2 separate regions of the Oncorhynchus mykiss genome follow, and region 2 is linked to region 1. The links are chromatin contacts, called in public Hi-C maps. All regions are on one chromosome and are shown on one strand. The core of a region is the stretch at or near the end of the contact, and the rest is flanking DNA. Distances in the headings are between cores, read along the strand shown.

Region 1 (5,949 bases), core at 2,462-4,961:
CGCACCAGACAGAGAGGAGGACTAGACTGATAAAGAAGCAGGGTTTACCTGACCTGAAGCCTGAGGTACTGTGGCAGTGATGGAATGATGTGACTGACTGGCTACCTCCCCTGTACTGTAGCGACAGCCTAACATTGGGGCTGCTGTCTGTATTGGATATCTTTGGGAATCCTAACTTACACATGGGGCGTTTCAACAGAAGCACTGGGGTTAATGTATCGTGTTTTGCTTTTCGCCACCCCGCCGACCACAATCCGGACTGTCAGCTCGGTGATACAGTTACAAAAACCAACGAGGGGGTCTGAAGGATAATTTCTGTGATTAGGGCCTGGTCACATGATGCTTAGGGTCCCCTGCCAGGCTAGCTGGACAGACGACAGCATCCAGGGTCAGAGAGGCTAGATGCTTAAGCTGACGGCTGTCTGCCACACAAGATGAACCCATTCGCTGCATCCCCCCTTTGTTGTTGAAGAAAATCCTAGTGGGAACACCGTACCTCACTGTGATACATAGGCTTTAATTTAGGGCTAGACTATACAATGGCTTTGTTTTTCTCTGAACCATCCTTAGGCCCTTAGCCTCTTTCTCTCTCCCTGAACCTGTAGGCCTTCTTTACTTTTGGCATTATCGGTTTGTCTTTGCTTGCAGGTTTGTCTCTCTGGTGTTACCTACACCCCTCTCTGTTTGTACACTCTTTCCCGGTCCTGTACTGTCCTTTTTTCTTGTCCCTGGCTCCCTCTGTCTCTCTCCCCCTCTGTCTCTCTCCCCCTCTGTCTCTCTCCCCCTCTGTCTCTCTCCCCCTCTGTCTCTCTCCCCCTCTGTCTCTCTCCCCCTCTGTCTCTCTCCCCCTCTGTCTCTCTCCCCCTCTGTCTCTCTCCCTCTGTTGGGTTCCTTGAGCATTGGCAGCAGCAGCATTCTCTGGCAGTGTGCCCAGAAGGGAGGTCCTCCTCCTGCTCCTCACCCTACTGGATCCTCAGGGCCAGCCCACTGTAACCCCAGCCAGGACCTCCCTCTCTCTGGCCCCTCGGGCAGGGAACGAGACCCCAACACACACCCCCAACACACATGGCTGCCAGAAATCTGGCCTGGATTTGCAAAAAATGCACAACCTAGGTATGAGAGAGCACTGCTTGCTGCCATAGCTGCAGCTATCCCATCCTGGCCCAGAGACCTAAAAACACCATAGCTGCAGCTATCTTATCCTGGCCCAGAAACCTAAAAACACCATAGCTGCTACAGCATGGCATAGCCACTTTCACATCACATTGACAAGTGGTCCCTGAGGGCCATGTGGTGGTGGTAGTGTAGTGACACACAGAAGATTGGGAGTGAGGGCTTCCTGTCACTGCTATGTCCCATCTGTGTCTGTCTGCCCACATGACTGGAGCTCCACTTTTATTTAAGTTTATTAGAACATGGACAATGTACATCATCTCAGAAATGAGAAGTGATGCTTTGCACCAGACTCCAACATAGAGCTACAGCAGAGGGATGGAGTTAATCAGACACTACCCCTACATATGAGCATGTAACATCATGTGCAGTGATAGTGCCTAGTCATCGTCTATAGATTCATAGCCTCCACCCAACCTTGCTCATAAATCTCTTGCAGCAATATTCAGCACATCGACATCAATTGGTTATGCTGCTTATTGTTGAATTTGTAACTTATTGTTACAGAATGGTAGCCCTAGACAGAAGAGCACCCCCCCCCCCCCCCTGGCACTGCCAAGGTTGTCAGGCACCCTGCATTTAGGTTGTGGCCATTCCATGCCAGTAAAGCGAGAATAAGAAGAATCCAATCAGACAGTGGCCTTTTCTACATGGAGTCACCACACTAACTCTGATAGAGCAGATCAGCTCAATACACTGGGGCTGTCTTCTAGTACGTTCATTTCCTTGTTAGGGCACGCCGCAGGATCCTGTGGCATGACCAATACATTTGAAAATGTGATTTGATTTACAGCGGGGCAGGGTCAATGTCCCCACAACTACAGCAGAGAGCAGAGGACCCACCCATCTACTGAGGCATTACTACAGACGAGAGCAGGGGAGTGGAGTCGACACAACCTTTTAGTACACGCCTTCACAGCACAGCAACACACATCTAAAAAGATTCCTTCTTATGATTGTCCACCACAACCAATCAAACATTAGAGCGAGGGCCGAAACAGTGGACACACAGATTCAGAGACTACAATCCATAGCTTTGTAATCCCCACATTGGTGGAGACAGTACGTCCATGCTTTTGGAGAAACAATGTGTGCATTGAGCACAAGAACATGACTTACTTTGAGAATCATGTTTTAATGCTGTTCTCCCGCTGCTACAACCCAATCCCTCCCATGGAGACAGGCGATAGAAAAGTATGTTGGAGGTTGAACCTCCAGTGACAATGGTAATTACTAACTGAAAAACAACATGATATATGGAACAATGTAGATCTGTGTATAAAAAGTGGTAAGACCAAGGCATAAATCAAACATGCACGGTCATGTCAGAGATAGGGCAGCTACAGTTATTCCAAGAGTACCATATCACTTTCGACCTGACAAGTAGTATACAAGAATGTCACAGATTACATTTTTGATCAAATTGAAGCCATTGGTGTTTAGAAATCGTATAACAACAAGTCTATCAATTATTTGTAATTACCATAGAACAAAAAGTGACTGACAGCATGTATCAAACTCCGTTAATATTGCAAAGACGTAGACTTTAATTCCATAGATGAGTTTCTCCCTAATGTCTCTTGAGGCAGAAAGATGAAACTATGCATTCTACATCATACAACAGTAATATAACCTGAAAAACACTGATCATAGTAAAAATGATACACGATCTGGTGAACTGCTGGTTCATAGTGGCCTAATACAAACGCAATATCTTGTCAAATTCCTAGAACATTGTATATAATTCTGAATTACAGTGATTTTATGGGGGCGGGTGTACGATAGGTACAGCGGTAGATCGTATGCACTGCTCCCTCGAACCGCATCAACAGATATTTGTTCGCTGCATTGAGAGGTCCGCTTGTGCATGTGGAAAATATAAAAATCTCAATGGTTGTTCAGCTTTATATCGATCATAATTGGATAGCCCACATTCTATATTACACATATATTATGTTACAGAATCTTAACACGTTCCATTACCGGATCAGCACACGGGTTTTGTTAAACATTAAAACCGTAAAATGCTAGTTTCACGGGCGCATGGAGTCAGGTCTGGCTCGCTGACATGAAGTAAATGCCGCGATCATCATCAGACAAAAATATACTTTTGAGTTATCATCATACGTCTTAAATATCGCTCCATCAAAAACACAATCAGCAATGCATAGGAATTGTAGGAAGGATCCTATAATCAATAATTGTAACACCCAAAAATTTGACAAGCTAGCGTCGACGCACGATCACTCCGACCGTCACTCAACGGTTCACGCGAATCTTCCTCCGCAGGAAAAGCATGCATTCATGCAACGAGGAAACCTTACCATTGCTTGCTTAAATTATATTGAATTAAAAATAATATTTCCAACGCAGCACATGATATAATACTCACCATGTCTGTCGGCGCTGAATGTGTTAGTTTTCTAAAACTAGACTACGAGATTGACCAGTTCCCGGGACCTCTACTGATGGGTTGAAGGTGTGTATCTCTCGCGAGCTCTGTCTATATAGCTTGGTGTATTCCTCCGCCGCTGAAAACCCTCCTCACTCACTTCCGCATTTTCCCACTGCAGGACAGGCAGCATGTATCACTCCCTCCCTCCCTTATCAGAAAACTTGCCGGACAGAGTTGTTATTTGTATTTAAAAAAAAAAAAAAAAAAACTTTAACTACGCAAGTCAGTTAAGAACACATTCTTATTAACAATGACGGCCTACCAAAAGGCAAAAGGCTTAATGCGGGGAAGGGGGTTGGGATTTAAAAAAATAAAAAATCTATTAAGTAGAAAAATAGGACAAAACACACATCAAGACAAGAGAAACAACACAACACTACACAAAGAGAGACCTAAGACAACAACATAGCATGACACATGACAACACAGCATGAAAGCAACACAATATGACAACAACATGGTAGCAACACAAAACAAGGTACACACATTTTTTGGGCACAGACAACAGCACAAAGGGAACAAAGGTAGAAACAACAATACATCACACAAAGCAGCCACAACTGTCAGTAAGTGTGTCCATGATTGAGACTTTGAATGAAGAGATTGAGATAAAACTGTCCAGTTTGAGTGTTTTTTGCAGCACGTTCCAGTCGCTAGCTGCAGCGTACTGAAAAGACGAGCGACCCAGAGATGTGTGTGCTTTGGAGACCTTTAACAGAATGTGACTGACAGAACGGGTGTTGGATGTGGAGGATGAGGGCTGCAGTAGATATCTCAGATAGGGGGGAGTGAGGCCTAAGTGGGTTTTATTAATATGCATCAACCAGTGGGTCTTGCGGTGGGTATACAGAGATGGCCAGTTTACAGAGGAGTATAGAGTGTTATGATGTGTCCTACAAGGAGCATTGGTGGCAAATTTGATGGCCGGATGGTAAAGAACATCTAGCCACTCGAGAGCACCCTTACCTGCTGATCTATAAATGATGTCTCCGTAATCTAGCATGGGTAAAATGGCAATCTGAATCAGGGTTACTTCGGCAGCTGGGGTGAAAGAGGTGCGATTACAATAGAGGAAACCAAGTCTACATTTTACTTCAGCCTGCAGCTTTGATATGTGCTGAGAGAAGAACAGTGTACAGTGCAGTGGCACAAAAACCTAAAGCCACACACATAGAACAACACAGACCAGTGACCAATTTGCCTTTGGCGGCAGGAAGCCTAGCGGTAAGAGCATTGGGTCAGTAACCAAAGGGTCACTAGTTTGAATCCCAGAGCTGACAATGTGATCTGCCAAGGCACTTAACCCTAATTGCTCCATGGTAGCTGTTGATATACTCTCCAAGAGTGTCTCAGGGGAGTTGGGATATACAAAAAAAATTAAAATTTCCAATTCACATATGCATATAATACTCACTTGTAGCCTACATATGTGAAATAGGACAAATATAAGCACTCACCAAATGTGTTTATTTATTATTTCATACAGACAGTATCTGACACTTACTGGTACAAGTACTCCTACTCATATATTAATACATTTGGATTTGACCAGCCATTCCTTGAGTTATTGTTGCATTGGAGATAAGCAACACCAGACAGAGTATTAAAAAGAAAAAGTGCACGTAAGATGTTGTTGGCAGAATAGCTGGCATTCCATCATCACTTCATGATAATTGAAGCTATGAAATGTGCATTACATTATTACTTTAAAAACAAAATAGGCCGATGGTGATAATCGGACAATAAGAGATTTATTTAGGCTAGCCTATTTGTCATATTGAATTAATATTCATTACCCAATATCATTCATTGACAAAATGACGAATAATGTAGTTTTATAGTTGGCCTGTTTGGCTATAAAACTGATGAAAATTACATATTTATTTCCAATGTTTTTGCAAACTCAGAATCAACTTGTTTTCAGCATTTGTCATGAAATCCGAAATATATAAGGAGCATTCCTTCAGGGGATCACTATTCAATATCTATAGCCAATATTTTAAATTCTGCATGCTGTTTTGTGATTATAGAAAAACTAAACCCTAATAAGGTATATTTACAACCAAAACAGTAAATACAAAAATCTGTAAATGATTGACATACATAGGCACAAAATAAGTTGTGACATTGGCTTTGGTCATGTGGCCAACAGTGCAGCTGTAGTATAATTCGACAGATGCCGGTCTGTCCAGTGACTCCTCACTGCATACCGTGCCTATGAATATACAGGTTTCTGATGCGCTCGAGCTGGAACATGGCGCTCTACTTTATGCAACGCACTGTTTTATCTCTGCGGAAGAATACTCAAAAACACTGGCCAG
Region 2 (5,994 bases), core at 1,591-4,090, 160 kb before region 1:
AATGAAGGTTTCCTAATTGTCATCCAGAAGTTGACAAAGTAAATCTGATGAAGAAAATGGAATGAACAGTATGCTGGCATGTCTCACTGTCAAATTGTTTTCCTTCTCAGGGATCTACCGGGAGCTCTGTATAGAGTCTGTAAAAAACAAATACGACTGTGAAATCCAAGCAGCTTTCCAGCACTGGGAGGTGAGCATTGTTGTTGGGAAGTCCACATATCATAGCTCTACCCATGTCCGTCTTCAAACCTCTGATGTCAAATTAATTTATTTGTATGGCTTAATTGATTATCATTTGTAACCATTGATTCCTCTTTGTTTGTCTTAGAGTGAGAAGTTGCTATTGTTTGATACAGTGCAGAGTGAACTTGTGGAAAAGATCAGGCGACTGGAGGAGGACAGGCACAGTATAGACATAACCTCAGGTATCATCAAGTCATTGCGCGAGCCACTAACGTAGCATGCATAACCCAGCTCTCATATGGCTAGTTCCCCAAACAGTTGCAAGCCTAGTCCTGGACTTTAAAGCTATTTTAATGGAGCATGCTTTTTAGTCCAGGACTAGGCTCAGTCTGTGTCCAGGAAACTGTCCGATAGTGGCATGTCTTAATATTCCCTTTCCTCATTGACCCTTCTTTTCTCAGAGCTCTGGAAAGATGAGCTGCAGTCAAGGAAGAACAAGAGGAAAGATCCATTTAGTCCAGACAAAAAGAAGAAGCCAGTTGTTGTGTCAGATATCCTCTTTCATCATCTGAGTTTCAACAGAATGAGTCTCATTTTTTTTATTACAATCTTGGTCTGTGTTATGTGTGTACTTGTCCCACCCACTTTTTCACACTTGCCTTTATATACACCTGTATTTCCTTAACATCCGTACGACCATATATTGTCTACATGTTACAAGACTTGGATATACTGGAGGATTGGACAGCAGTCAGAAAGGTACCATGCCTCGTCGATGCATAGTATGGTCCTGTAGCTCAGTTGGTAGAGCCAGGATAGTGGGTTCGATTCCTGACACAACCTATACATGTATGTGTGACTGTAAGTCGCTTTGGATAAAAGCTTCTGCTAAATGTAATTTATTATTATATTAGTATGTTTTGGATTTATATGATGATGATCATATTCTAACAATTTTAATATCTTAAAGGCTGTGGCTACTTTGGGACCTCACAGAGGTAAAACTGATGGTAAGACTCAACTTCCATTTTGAATTAAAGACTTGTGCTGTAAATTGTTTACTCACTCTATTCTGTTATTGTGAGATCCTGTCCCTCATCTCTTTTTGGTTTTCTGAACCAAACTATGAATGAACACCATGCATAATAAACACAATTTAATGTCAGCAAGTTGAAATTATACTTTCTAAGAAGTTACTATACCAACTTGGATTGTGTACTTTTGTGACTAAATACATTTTTTTGTTTCCACCAAACATTAAATTCCAGTCTCCACCAATAAGAATGAAAAGTATCAGCATAATGCTCGATCAGAAGAGGGAAAGTTGAGTTATGACGGAGAATGGTACTGCCGTGGACAGATGATATGCATCGACAAGAAAGATGAATTTCCCACAAGGTGAGGATACTGGCATCCTTGGGAAATATACTTTTTTGGAAGCAAAGTATTTTATGTCCTTATTCTAACAATTTCAATGTTTAATCTTCTTCTCTTGCCCCCTGTCCAAAGAGCCATAATTACCACAATCAACCACGATGAGGTTTGGTTCAAACGACTAGACGGCAGTAAATCCAAGCTGTATGTCTCTCAGCTCCAGAAAGGCAAATACACTATTAAACACTCCTAATTTTCAGGTCAACTTGCACCACTCCCTCTCCAAAGCTCAGGAGTTATTCAAAGATCCCCATGGTGCCATCTTCTGCCTATTTCAAGTTTTCTAATGAATTCTGATTTAAATACTTAAAATACAATTTATATGAAATACAATTTTTTGTTAATTTCGTGAGATGGGTTTGGGTCCTCTAAATAGTATTGTATGTGACTAGGTGTGAATATGACCATGTTCCAATGTCATTTTTATTGGGCAAGACAGACAGATATGGAGAACATGAGTTTCCAGACTCTGTTTCTACAGGTTTGCCTTAACAGTAGCTCAAAGCATTCAGATGAGAAAATGTACTGTATAATGGACTAACACTGCAGGATCTATAGAAAGTTACATGGGACATCAGTATAGATCAGTATATCAGCCTCACATTGACAAGTATCCATTATCTCTTGCCATACCCATCTCTGCTAGTTGTACTTTTTGTAATTTATGATACATTCTTTGTAAGTGGTACGGTACTGGTGATGACTGTCTGTATAACTTTAACACTTATGTCTTACATCTTCCAATGCAGTATTCATTTGTTTCTTGCTGTCTGTCTTAATGACATTCCTACATAGGGTTTTAAAATTCTAGTAATGTTCCCAAAATTCCCAGGTTTTCCAGATAACCCGGTTGAAAGTGTCCCAGAATCAGAAGTGAATAAGCAGGAAATCTGCCCTAGATTTCTGGAAAACCTGTGAATTTTGGGAAAGTTACCAGAGCTTTGCAACCCTACTTGTACCTCACTTTGAGATGCTGTAGGTTTGCTAGAAAGGAACCACTGTCTTAATGTACAGAATAAAAGGAGCCTGCATGTTTTATATAAATAAAGGGAAAAATCTGTCTATAAACTTTGTCTGTATTTTTTTAGAGCCCAATAAAATTTTCTGAGAAGATCCAGTGAAATGCACATAACTTTTTCTACACTTAGCTTTTCCATGATCTCATGTCATGTGTGCTTGAGGTCAGCATCTATGTCCATATTTCTACAACAGAGTAAAAAAAAACATATCTTAAGCTGTTTTACTTGGGATAAAGATATGCCCCTAAATCACAGAACAGTTTGGAGATTACAGTCTTGTTTCATGTATAAAAGTTGCTGCAATACCATAATTTGTCACAACCAATTTCTCCTACCTAAACAGCCAAGTGTTTAATGAAAGCTTTTTTTTAACTTGCCCAAACACTAGTGCCAAGACTAAGATCAATATTTGAAATGTGTATTGAAGTGTAGTAATGTGAATGTTGGTGTGAAAATAATATGAACTAAACAGATCAAAAGCAGAACAAATGACTTGTATGTTGTATGCAAGGTTGCAGCAAGGAGTAGTCTTGTACTAAAGCCTTTTGGGAGAGTATCAATATGAATGTGGTGTTAAGTATTTAGATTTCATCACGACTGCCTGTATGTTCATAAACATGAGAAAAGTTGACTAAACAAAAAGTAAACATAGTGAAACAATACATAGCTGTGTGATTATGTCCTTGCATGCAGTTTGGGAAATGGCAATAAAACATTAATTAATAGTTTCACATCTGACAGATGTGAGAGTGACAGCTACCAGTGGGTATCGCTGTTTCCCTTCCGATGAACTTTTCCAACCCGTGTCGCAGCTGACGCTTCGTGGCTGTTGTGTTTTGGTCTCTGCTAGAGTCTGAACTGAAAATGACAGCGAGAAAGTCTGGGTCACGACTCGAGACAGAGATAGAACGAAGCCGTTCGGAAGGGCAATGGGACAAGATACCAGAGCTTGTACGGCAGCTCTCTGCCAAACTAATATCAAATGGTAAGATTTGCTCTGCGGTTCACTTAAAGATTTGGGGCCTGGACAGGGAACGGAATCCACGGGCTTTCCTAACCACGTCAGCGCGTCTACGTGAATGAAACTTCATTTGCGAGTGGCTGTCAAGTAGCCAGCTACTTCTAGAGGTCATGCGTCTGTAAGAATTAAATAATGATCTTGAACACACCGGTATAGTTTATATTTAGCGAAAACCCGAAGCTCCTTTGATCGTGCATACGCACTCACTTTGTCATTTCAGGCTAGCTACTGTATCTAACTAACTTGGACAGAGAGTGCAAATTCTCACTCATTAAATAGTTCTAAATTATTTTACTGAGCTAGCTATCTTACCAGTTGCATAGGTAGACTTCACATAAATAGTTTAAGAATATTTAGTCCTACATATCAGTGGCCTAATCATACACAATGGAGCGGCTTACAGAAATCAACATAAACAAAATTGAAATCTGTGCGAAATAACACGCTTCAAGGAGGGGGAAATGGTTTTCTTGACATATTTCAGTTAAATTTCTGTCTGTAAACGAGAAGTCGCCTAGCTGGAATGATTATGTCATTTAACTTCACCTTTAATGCCGCGTTCAAAACAACTAGGAACCGGCCTACAGACGTGATAAATTGACAACGTTTTCTCCGTGTTCCCAGTTGTTTTGAACGCGGCATAAATGTCCTATTTTGGCATGCAAGCATGTTTTGTTGACATAAACTGACATGCCTTCTTATGTCAGTCAGACCAGAGCATAGGGGGGTAGTTAACAAACTGGATTAGCCTACAAATAGCTTTAAAATCCAACATAGCATGAATATTTTTTTTTAATCGACATGAATTAGATTGAGCAATACAAGCGCCACTTTTATTCCATAGGCTGGGATCCGCACTATGCAGCTGTTGCAAGAGCACATCTTTCACTGGCAGTCCACTGGTTTAAAAAACAATGATCGATAAGCATCCTCCAAGCGTTTATTTAAGTTTGATAATATTTGGATGCCAACAGCAGTCACAACATTGGAAGACATAGCTTGGACTGTAGCCTACAAAAGCCTATTCCTGCTCTTTTCCCGTGATCCACACATTTGGTGTGTCATAGTGGTCTCTGACTTGTGGTCAGACTCGCTCAGGTGGAACAAACTTAAACTTTTTTTTCAGTGCTGATTTGAATGTAATTGAGAACAGAGAAGTGTCAGTCTATAGAAGGGGGTGAGAACCATGAGCCTCCTAGGTTTTGTATTAAAGTCAATGTAGCCAGAGGAGGATGGAAACTAGCTGTCCTCCTACAGTGGCTCTACCGTTCAGAGTGCTGTTGAGGGAACTGTAGACCTTCATTGCAAAACCGTGTGTTTTAATCAATTATTTGGTGATGTGATGAAAACTATACTAAATATATTATCTAAAAAGTGTAACTTTTTTAATGTTTCACTATTTTTTTTTTTTTTTTAAATTCACTGAGGATGGTCCTCCCCTTCCTCCTCTGAGGAGCCTCCATGGCTGGAGGTATAGACTAAACTCTGTTTGTGTTTCAGATGACCTGGGGAATCTGCTGCTGGGGGAAGCCAAGCTCCAGCAGTACCTCAAGGAGAACCCCATCAAGCAGGGGGCCAGCCCGAGGGGCCCAAGACCCCAGCTTGTAGAGGTCCACAAGCACCTGACCGCTGCCCTGGACCGAGGGAACCTCAAGGTAGATGTTAATGATATAACACCTTTAGCCATTAGTATTCGTCATATTCTCCAGTCTAGTTTACTCTTGTAAGTGTTATAACAGTGTAGTCCAGTCTTATAACAGTATTATAATACTGCAAAAGGGTAACACTGGTTTAATCAGGATCTGGCTCTACACTCACTGCTTTCCCAAACTGAGAGAATCCCCTTTGAATTGTATAACCTCATATTACTGCCTCACTCCCTCATGCTGCTAGTATGCACCCTTTTTCTCTGAAATCTGAACATGTATTTTTGTGTTCAGGAGAAAACATATGGCTACACAGTAACTGTCTCTTCTCTTTCCTTTTGTGCCTAGTCGGACTACATGCAAGAGGCTAGTATGTTGATGGCCAAGCTGTCCTATGTGGAGGGAGACTATAGTGAGGCCTTCAACCAGTATGGCAAAGTGACCCTGGACGAGCTGGCACTGGTGGGAGCCCCCGTCTACCGTCTCTCTATGATTGCCGAAGCATACGCTACCAAAGGTAAGAGCTTAGGGTACCATAATGCCCTCACATTACACCAGTCAGGGTTTTTCCTGGCTCAAAAAGGGGCTTAGGTGGTGGCAGTGGCCACAAGAAAACCTTTGGGTTGCCTGCCCAAAAAGGTCCTGTGCTGGAAAACCCTGCCAGTATTTCCCATTTCGAAATCTGTGCAAC

Evidence for each region. A called contact is a pair of places that touch in the nucleus more often than the background predicts.
Region 2: a Hi-C map of liver shows a contact between it and region 1, with 3 times the contacts expected there. The contact joins the promoter of LOC110505731 here to the promoter of calm1a in region 1. A contact is called at or near these places in 2 of 3 Hi-C or Micro-C datasets (blood and liver).

Annotation. Positions count from the first base shown.
Region 1 is chr25:27,692,610-27,698,558 of USDA_OmykA_1.1, reverse strand. It overlaps calm1a (calmodulin-1a), which reads right to left and starts at 3,711. Exons shown (of 6, transcript XM_021585131.2): 1 at 3,566-3,711. The coding sequence starts at 3,568.
Region 2 is chr25:27,851,306-27,857,299 of USDA_OmykA_1.1, reverse strand. LOC110505731 (tetratricopeptide repeat protein 7B-like) reads left to right here and starts at 2,840. Exons shown (of 21, transcript XM_036962931.1): 1 at 2,840-3,621; 2 at 5,158-5,312; 3 at 5,652-5,820. The coding sequence starts at 3,501. It overlaps brms1la (breast cancer metastasis-suppressor 1-like protein-A), which reads left to right. Exons shown (of 11, transcript XM_021585135.2): 5 at 111-190; 6 at 329-425; 7 at 645-734; 8 at 878-942; 9 at 1,154-1,193; 10 at 1,452-1,581; 11 at 1,693-2,681. The coding sequence ends at 1,810.